Regions from separate parts of the Mus musculus genome. Here region 1 is linked to region 2. The links are chromatin contacts, called in public HiChIP or PLAC-seq maps. All regions are on one chromosome and are shown on one strand. Each heading gives the region's core, a stretch centred on a gene start, on an enhancer-like site or on the middle of the called end of the contact. The rest is flanking DNA. Distances are from core to core; before and after follow the strand shown. Region 1 overlaps Rab3gap2 (RAB3 GTPase activating protein subunit 2). Region 2 overlaps Mtarc2 (mitochondrial amidoxime reducing component 2).

Region 1 (4,936 bases), core at 1,372-3,871, 460 kb before region 2:
ATGCTATAATCGGTGTAAGCTTACTGGTACTAAGTTTAGTTTTCCATGATTTTAAATCACAAGGAATCATATATTACGAAGCTATTTCAATGTAGCAGGCTTTACACTGGCCTTAGATGAACTTTTCTAACAGGTCAATCTTTGCAAAAGTGTGAATGAAGCATTGGGAAGCCTGGTGCTGTGTACTGCTGACTACATTTCTCCCGGCCCCTCCATTTGTACATCTAACATAACCTGGAATAGAGAAGTTAGGATTATTTAAACACCTTCATTAATAAGGTAAACATATGTAATCGTAAGAAGAGGGGCAGTGTCTAGGGAAATACTAAGGTTTCCAGCACATGCCACGCCCTTGTTGCAGGACACCACCGTGTGTTAGAACCTAATTATTTTGTGACACTTTGTTGTTAGAGAATGGATACATACATGTTAATTTTCCTTTCTTACCAGAATTATTTTAAAAGCCCTTAGTGAAGTAGTAGACTGTTAATTGCTTTTGTTAAACTCAGGACTTAGTTTTAAAATTCTATGCATTTTATAAACTTTTTAGATGATATATCTAAAGACTTAATAATCTGTGTTCTGGTTCATTTAGTCAGTTTTATTCCCCCCAAAAATGCAAGCTACCCCCCTCCCAAAAGACTTAATGGGATTAGAGGAAAAAGACCAACATCATTAGCAATTAGCAGTGCTTGCAGCAGGAGGCTTTCCTGGCAAGCTGCCCACATCCTGTGCCTTCCAGAGTGCTGCAGAAGGTCCTGGGGCAAGTGGACCTACTCAGGACTGTGTCAAGGATGGTATGTATGTCAGTCAAGCTGTGATTGCAGGGATTCCCGCACAAGCTGGCTGCTCCTCAGAGCCACCCGAGCAACATCGGAAACATTTTTCTCTGAAGATTTGAAACCTGACAGTCAGCGGAGTTAGTTTTAGCCAGTCACAATCTTATTTAGATCTAACTTTCTAATGACAAAGAATTGATATTTGTGTGCGCCTGGGTGTCTGTCACTTTGTTGTGGAGTCCCTGAAGAGTATTCTCAGCCTTCTAATGGAGTTGGCTTCTTCCCTTGATTAGAATGAGTATGGTACACGTACTGTGAGCAACCATGACCATGGCAGACAGCAATAATTGCACTATATGGCTACATTCCAGATACACTTGAACTGCAGCCAGGGCTTGCTGATCTGCAGAGCGCAGTGCATTTCCTCACACTTGTCAGCACTTGGACTGCTCTAGGCACTACAGGGTCCAACACTAGCCGAGGCTCATCTTCTCCACCTAGCTGAGGTAGGTATGCTAAGGCTGTGACAGCACAAAGTGCCCCATCCTGTTCCCGGACAGGCAACATGACCAAGTCCCAGAAACAGACAGTTTTGAACACTTGGAAGAAAAATAAAGTTGAATTTTTAAATATTGTTTCTTTGCTTTGTTCTTTTTTTTTAAACATGTCTTACAAGATAATACATTTTTACAATTACCTGATGTGGATACAATTTTGGAACTTGACAAAATAGAGTAAATTTTAATTTACATAATAACTGATCTTGCTGCTTTGTTCACACCTCTGATTCCTAAGTCTGGCAAGGACAACAGACTTGAGGTCCTTCCCCAAGTTCCCCGGTCCCCTGCTGATCTCAAGCCATTTCTCCTCTGACAGCAGTAGCACCCTGGACAGGAAGTGGTTAGCACCCAGAGCTCCCTGCCAGGTGGCATCCCGGTACACGACCAACCATGAGGACATCTCTGTGTGTTTGAAAGGGACATGGGCTGTATCTCTAGTGTGCTCATGGAAGCAGTGTGAACACACTTAATCCCCACGGAATCATTTGGATAGGAACTAGACTACTACACTAAGAACAAAATCTGCAAATTATAACCAGTAACAATACCAAAGTTTAACAATAAAACTGCTTATTTGAATGAAAAAATAAAGAATAAAGCATCTGCATTAGTCACAGGATAGTTAATGTGTTTATAGTTTATCTTCAGTCTTTGCTGAAGATGGGGAATTTAGACAGGATTGCACATTTTAAAGTAATATATTTATTTATTATACAAAAAAAAAAACCTTCCGAAGTTCCAGATCTTACTATGAAAAATGACATGCAGTGGTTCATGTAGTCACAGGACTGTAGGCTACTGTCATAAAGTCGCCATGGCTTCCACGGCATCGATGAGGTGTAAGGCGAGGCTGTACTGCCCGTGCTTCTCTGGCAGGAGCTCCATCACTTTATGCACGAGTTTAGCTGTTGCTGCAATAGGCACGCCAGTGTTCTGAAGATCCTGAGGGTTCTGCGAATGGGACAGGACAGCCATTAGTTTGATGCAGCCAAACATGACCTTACTGACTTAAGCTTTACTGTGGAAGTTCTCCCAATAAAAGCATCTCTTTGGCCGGGCGTGGTGGTGCACGCCTTTAATCCCAGCACTCGGAAGGCAGAGGCAGGCAGATTTCTGAGTTTAAGGCCAGCCTGGTCTACAAAGTGAGTTCCAGGACAGCCAGGGCTACACAGAGAAACCCTGTCTCAAAAAAACCAAAGAAGCTCCCTGGCGAGGCCATCCATCGCGGAGCGTCTGCTCACGCCGCCCTCCACTCACCATTGCCTTCAGCCAGGTGCAGAGTGTGGGCGGGAGTCTGGCCAGCAGCTCCATGCCTTCCTTCGTCTGGGTGTGGAAAAGCGCGTGAGCCAGCCTTTGCCCGGTCAGCACTAGCAGCTGAGACGCCAGAACTTCTTTGTCCTGAACTTGAAAAATGGCCTGAGGGTGAACATGGAGAAACAATTCAGCAAGAGCTATTGTCCCAGGGTTGCCAATGAAGACTCTACTTCGGCTCTCAGGTGTACGGACGAAGGGAAATTGAAATTGACCTAGAATTTAAACCCAACTTTTGCTCATCAGCTAATTTTTGTTACCTAAATTTTCAATTCATGACACTGTATCTCATTTACAAAAAATGGGAGAGTGTTAGATTCTGCCGTCTGACGGCTACTGAGTACTCCGAAGTGGCCTCGGGCTTGGAGAACAGCCAACCTCTCCTTATTGCTGATGGAGTCACTCGCTCCTAGCCTGAGTGCATACCTACCCACCCTGACTCATTGCTTATGAGGTCTGGCAGCCACACTGGCTTTCTGGTCTTGGACCTTGCCACGCTGCTCCCTATCTCTGGACCTTTGGACTCCTCTGTTCCTCAGCTCTGGGAGCGGCTAGTTGGTTCTCCTTGAGGGCGGTTTCGTTACCACTTTCTTTCACCCACTGAGACTCCTGTGACTCGGTTTACGTTCATCTCTTGGTACAGAACTTCATGCTTCTCTGTTCCAGCAGATGATCAATCCTCAAGGGGCCTCACCTGTTTACTGCTCTGTGTCTGTATGAACCTGGCAGCAGGCACAAATCCAGACAGACACAGCTTTCTATTCCTTTGTTGACTAGACTTGGTCTCATGTCCAAACTGGTTTATGTAGATGAGGCTGACCTTAAAAGTTCTTATCCTCCTGCTTCTGCATCCCAAATGCACACAGCACTATATCCAGCTCTGGCTGTGTGTTTTATAACTTCCACCCCATGAGCATCTCGGGTCATCCCTACCTCCTCTCCTCAGAGGCCAATGAGCATCTCGGGCCACTCTTACCTCCTCTCCTAAGAGGTCAGCTCCATGGCTGTACAGCTCCCCCACATAGTGCCTTCGAATGACATCGTCGCTCACTTGAAGGTGATGGGCTAAGTCCACAGCCAAACCTGGCCAGTTGAGGTCTTTCCAATGAGTGTTTGCTGCTTCTGCAGAGGGATCTTTGTCCTTGGAATGCTGAGCCTGGACAGCTGCACTGACAACTTTCAGTAAGAACTTGAAGACAGGAAGGCACAGCACTGCCTCGTCAGTACTTTTCATTTAAAAGTAGCCCAGTGCTTGCTCTGTAAGCTGGTGGCCTGTGTTCAATCCCAAGAGGTCCTCTCCAGGTGGAGGAGAACTAACCCCAGAGCTGCCCTTGCCCCTCCATACTCATTGCCACAGGACAAGCTCCTCCCAGACACATCAATAACATAATTAAAAGTGCCTCAAGCCAACTTTGTCAAACAGACTACATTAAAAATATTTTTAATTTTTAAAATATATATATGTGTGTGTGTGCATTTATGTGTACACATGTGCACACAATGCCATAGCATGAGTGGAGGAATCAGTTCTCTCCTCTAGCATGAGATGGAATCAAGGTCACCAAGTGTCTTCACTCAACTGTCCCACTGGCTCGAAAATGGTTTTTCTCTCAATAAAGGCACACACACTAGGGAAACTAGCTCCTGGGAATCACTTGAAGAAGTAGGCCATCCTTTTAAAAGACAGCTGTATTTCTACTTTGCTATTTCCTCCTAAGAAACAAGAAAATTCACTGACTAACTTACCTGTTGTCTTACTGAAATAAAATTTGGATCCATTTCCCCACTAGGTAATAACTGAATTGAAGTTAAATCCTTAAAAAATGCATTCTTTCCCTAAAGAGAAAGACAAGAAAGCAAACGCACCCTGGTGAGTACCGATGAAGGGAGACTAAGGGGGATTCTAGAGCTGACCTCTTTATGAGTAACTAACTAATGGTTGGCTTTTACTTTTTTCTTAAACAGAAAGATGTCAGCATTCTATTCGCATGGTGACCACTGTCCAGTGTGTGACCACCAGCCTTTAAGATGGCCCCACTCATCTAGTATTTGAGTCCCACGTTATTCTTCCCCTGAATTGTGGGCTGCTGGCTGCGAGCGACTCTAACTAGACAGGGACAGCACGTGACGTTACAGACTGGGATTCTGCTTTGGGTGCTCTGGTTCACCCCGAGAGGACCCAGTGGTCAGGAGAGCAAGCCTGCAGACAGTTACACGGACCAGATCACATTCCCCAATCCAGCTGAGCCTTTAGCTGACACCACCATGAAGCAACTCCACCATGGT
Region 2 (4,382 bases), core at 889-3,388:
TGAGCGTGAGATGTTTTAATAGGGCGCCTTCCTTATGTAAGTCCTCCCTCTACTTGTTTTCCAAGAGCTGGGGGAGACAACTGTGGAAGAATCTCAGTGCGTCCCCTGTCACGTGGGATGGGGCTCAGCGCGTTCTCTGTCACGAGGGAGGGGCTGTGTTTTGTTTGTTGAGCTTCAGACTCCCCGCGGAGCTGAGGCTAACCCGGTAGTGTTCAGGATTGCAGGCACGCCTTTTGTGAGGTTCTGGTAAGCAAACCCCGGCTGGACGCATCCTGGATTCTATCTACTGAGGTCCAGCCTCAGTGCCAGTAGCAGGGTCAGCCCTGGTAAGCACTCGGGTGGGAGGCTTTCCTAAAGCCAGGCAGCTGTGCTGAGTCCCGGCCCCACCACTCAGTGCTGGGGCGACCTTGACCGCAGCAGCCCTGCCCATTCTAACAGGGAGAAGGTAGCGCTGGGGCAAATCCTCATTTCTAGACCTTTGTCTCTGATGGCCATGCTTGTCCACTGGCTTCAAGGACTTCTTTAAAATCTGTATGTGTTTATTTATACAGTTCCACAGAGTCAGAAACCAGGGACACAGGGAGCTTTTAGAATGGTCCATTAAAGACACTTTTGCAGATAAGAGTTATGTCTTTTATTTTATGGATGTAATTTTGACGTGCCGTATCCCGGCTGGGTGGGTAATTCCACGGTGGAGCACCCTCCCTGCCTGTACCCTGGAGAACCTGAACTGGGTCACAGGTGGGCCTCATGGTCCGTCCCCAGCACAGGTACAAGCTCAGCCCAGCTGGTATTGCTTCTCTCTCTGATGTTCCCCTGGTCTCTGTGGTGTTCTTAAATACCAACCGCTGGTAGGTAAGACCCCACGCTGGCTTCCATTGTCACGTGATGTATGCTTTCTCTCTGGCCAATGAATCTATGTATTATGATCATGTATAGGTATAATATATTTTATATGGTGAGATGTATATATAGTCCTAGCTGTGGATATAAACGTGTCTGCTTATAGAGAGGTAAGAAGTGAACAAGAGAGTAAAAGTAAGGGTTTTTCTGTGCCCTCTGCTCTGACGAGGGACACAGAGACCTTTATATTTGTTAACAGCTTCGGGCACTATAGCTAGGCAGATTCTGAGCTATTCTAACCAGACAGTGCAGGCCTAGCCTACTTCCCCCACGTGGCCCATTACCTGCCATCTTGGTCTTATCCAGCACTTTTCTCTTCATCTGTGTCCCGATGGCCAACTTCCCTGGTCCCCACCGGAGACCCTCTCCATCTGGGTTATAATCTCTCTGGGCTTGGAAGTCCCATCTTTCCTCTCTTGCCCAGCTATTGGCTGTTCAGTTCTTTATTTTAACCAATCAGATGGTGATGGAGTATAATGTTTTACAAAATACTGAATCAGGTGATACTTTAATGACAGTAGCAAAGTTCTGACTGCCACCAGATCTCTGGGTACAGAAGTCAGCATTTGAATACACAGTGCACTAAACACCCCCCCCCCCCAACAAAAGACGCTCTCTCTATATTAGGTCTAGTTTAACTTTCCTACATTTAAAACAAATACTTGTATGGATTGTGATGACTGTCTCACGCTGTTTGTGTGTGATTCACCCCCCTCCTTGCCCCCAGCTCTTCCGTCATCTTTTTCTCAGGGTCTTGCATCAGGTGGAAAGCCTGGTGTAGTCTTAGTTTTCCTATTTACAAAGCGTGCACAGCCTGACAGAAAATCCCCAGGATGGGCTGGCTGGAGAGGTGGCTCCGCAGTTAGCGCACTGGCTGCTCTTGCAGAGGACCCACATCTGGTTCCCAGCACCTGCATGGTGGCTCACAGATCTCTACAGCCCCAGAGCTTGAGGATGCAATTCTGTCTTTGGGCTTCCTCACGCACTGCGTGCACATAAACACATGCAGAACACCGGCACACTGTTAAAAAATAGTAACAATAAAAACATTCTCAGTGTCATTGCACAGAGTGGAGCCCATAACACAGAGTATCATTCCCGTCTCCCACCCCCCTTTTTTCCTTGACCATTTCTCTTCCCTTTTCTCTCTTCCCACTCAAATTCCTCCTCGCTCTGACTAGGGGCTCGATTTTGTAAGAGTGCAGCTTGGTTTTTAAACCAGCAGGGGGCGCACTAGACTTTTCTAACGGTTTCCTGGTTTGTGGAGCCCCTGGAATCCTGCTGGATAGTGCGTTTCTTTGCGTTGATATGTCTAGTGAATATTAAACTCCTCCATGGTGAATTTAATTTTGAGTTATTTAAAACCCACTTTTTTCCTTTAGAAACTAAATTAACCATTGCGTTTAAGCTTAAACGTGGTCGTTTTTCAAATCAGCGTTTTTGAACCAAAATGTGAACAATGATCAGATGAGGATGGGTGCCTAATAAAGTCATTAACAGGACGCAGTCAGAGCTAGAATTTGGAGGCGTTAAGGACAGATTGTAGGAAGCCAGATAAACTGCTAAGGAGCCCTGCACTTGACCTATGGAACATTTGACCTAGTTGAGCTAAAACCCTAACTGAACATGTCAAGGTCGCTGGCTTTCTGTGAAAGCCATAGTGCAGAATTCCACAGACAAATAGCTTGGAATGTTGAACTCATTGTCACTTGGAGTAAGGGAATTGGGAGTTGGCGAGCCTTGGTGCCAAGCTGTCTTTGGCTCACATGCTTGTGGCTGCAGCGCCCTCGTGTGGTGAAAGGAGCGTAGAACCCCTGCCCGCTTACAGTCCTGGGCCCTTTGCCTTTCAGACAGGCGCTGTACTGGTCACCCTCCAGCGGGAGGTTTGCCACGTGCTGTCTTTGGTGTTCCACTGTTTGAACACCGTTTGTCACATGGTGTGACCTTGGCTTTTACAAAGCTTACGTAGTTCCTGGGCCAACGGATTGCTTGGAACATCGTGTTTATTTCCACCAGAAGCAGTTTCTTGGAGGGTAACTGGGGACCCAGGGCATCTGTGGAGACCTCTGTACTGTTGCTGTGGTCACATTGGGTGGGAGGTGTCTGGTTTTGAAGACCCAGTTTGTACTGGGATACTAATTGTGCTTTGCTCAATAATGCCTATAGACCCAAGGGAGGAGCTAGTTTGCCTTTGAATGCAGAGTGGATCATGATGTCATAGCCAGTTGCAGAAGGGAGACTAGGTGGTGCTCCTTCCTGCCTTTGCTCTGCCCTCCTTAGAAACTTAAGTCCCTCTCAGGCCCTGAGGGAGTCAAAGCCACCAGCTAACCAGGGGTCAGTTCTTCCTCGTATATGTCTCTGGGCATCTATTTAGAAGCCTCACCTGGTTGACGTCAGTTTCTAAGGACCATTGTTTGCATCTGATTGTAGGCATCTTCAAATGCCCCATTTCTCCTAGAGGCCCAGACAAAGGAGTGTACGGATTATCAGTGGGTCTCAGTAGATCAGTCACAAACCTTCAAGAGATGGACCTAGGCTGTAGCCTAGGCTGTGGGGATAACCCGAGTCATGGAATTCCCAGATCTGTGCCCATATCCCCCAAGGTCTGGAATTACAGTCGTGGGGCATCCTGCCAAGCTCCTAAATCACTTTTTAATTAATAAGAGGGACCATAATCTTTATGTAGCTCTATGTAAGCATGTGACTGTGTGATATTAAATGTATAGCTACAGACCTTAAGGTGCTGTAAAGACACCAAGACAGGATCCTCTGACATCTGGATGATGTCACGTGCAGACACGTGACAAAGTGGATGCAGGAGATCATGCTGATACATGAATCTGTTTCCAGGTTAGAGACAGGATCTGGGGCTGAGGGATCTGCAAACTCACCGAAGCTGATCTCTCTCTCTCTCTCTCTCTCTCTCTCTCTCTCTCTCCCTCCCTCCCTCCCTCCCTTCCTCCCTCCCTCCCTCCCTCCCTCCCTCCCTCCCTCTGCTTGGTCACGTATTCTCTGTCTTGTCACACTCTCACAGCCTGCTGCTCCTTGTCCCATTCAGTGTGTTGGCATTCAACCCCTGATTGAAGATACTTAGGCACCTGTAGGATATAACCCCATGATCTGTATATATGCCCTTATATGTATACATATAATTTATAGATTCTACCAACTCGGACAAAAGGTGACTTGGTGTCTGGGGAGAAGAATATGTGGTTAAAAGTGTTGTGTAATCATAAGGATTACACATTTGGATCCTGGCACCTGGGTAACAAGGCAGGCATCCATCTCACAAACATTTGTAACTGCAGCTCTGAGTGTCCTGGTGACTCCCAATCAGAAAATTATTTTTGTTGCTACTTCATGTTGCTACTTTTGTTCCAGTAAATATGTTTGCTACTGTTGGGAATTGTAATGCAAATATTTTTGGAGATAGAGGGTTGCCAAATGGGTCGTGACCCACAGGTTGAGTTAAACCTTGG

Evidence for each region. HiChIP or PLAC-seq counts read pairs in DNA pulled down with a chosen protein or histone mark.
Region 1: a contact with region 2 is called in a FOXA1 HiChIP or PLAC-seq map of pancreatic cancer cells. The contact joins two enhancer-like sites. A contact is called at or near these places in 8 of 39 promoter capture datasets (the 3T3-L1 cell line, 3T3-L1-derived adipocytes, embryonic stem cells and 4 more) and 1 of 115 datasets of contacts at active chromatin or transcription factors (pancreatic cancer cells).

What each region holds. Positions count from the first base shown.
Region 1 is chr1:185,281,201-185,286,136 of GRCm38.p6, reverse strand. It overlaps Rab3gap2 (RAB3 GTPase activating protein subunit 2), which reads right to left. Exons shown (of 35, transcript NM_001163754.1): 32 at 4,397-4,486; 33 at 3,627-3,839; 34 at 2,597-2,755; 35 at 1-2,290. The coding sequence ends at 2,141. Among named protein-coding and RNA genes, the nearest start is that of Mir194-1, 30 kb to the left of the region's middle. Within about 2 kb of position 2,621, at least 57 of the 459 cell types and tissues checked have an H3K27ac peak or open chromatin away from gene starts, as enhancers often do. A contact at or near this core is called in pancreatic cancer cells, where this site is marked.
Region 2 is chr1:184,823,052-184,827,433 of GRCm38.p6, reverse strand. The region is part of intron 4 of Mtarc2 (mitochondrial amidoxime reducing component 2); the gene reads left to right. Among named protein-coding and RNA genes, the nearest start is that of Mir1981, 2.8 kb to the right of the region's middle. Within about 2 kb of position 2,138, at least 19 of the 459 cell types and tissues checked have an H3K27ac peak or open chromatin away from gene starts, as enhancers often do. A contact at or near this core is called in pancreatic cancer cells, where this site is marked.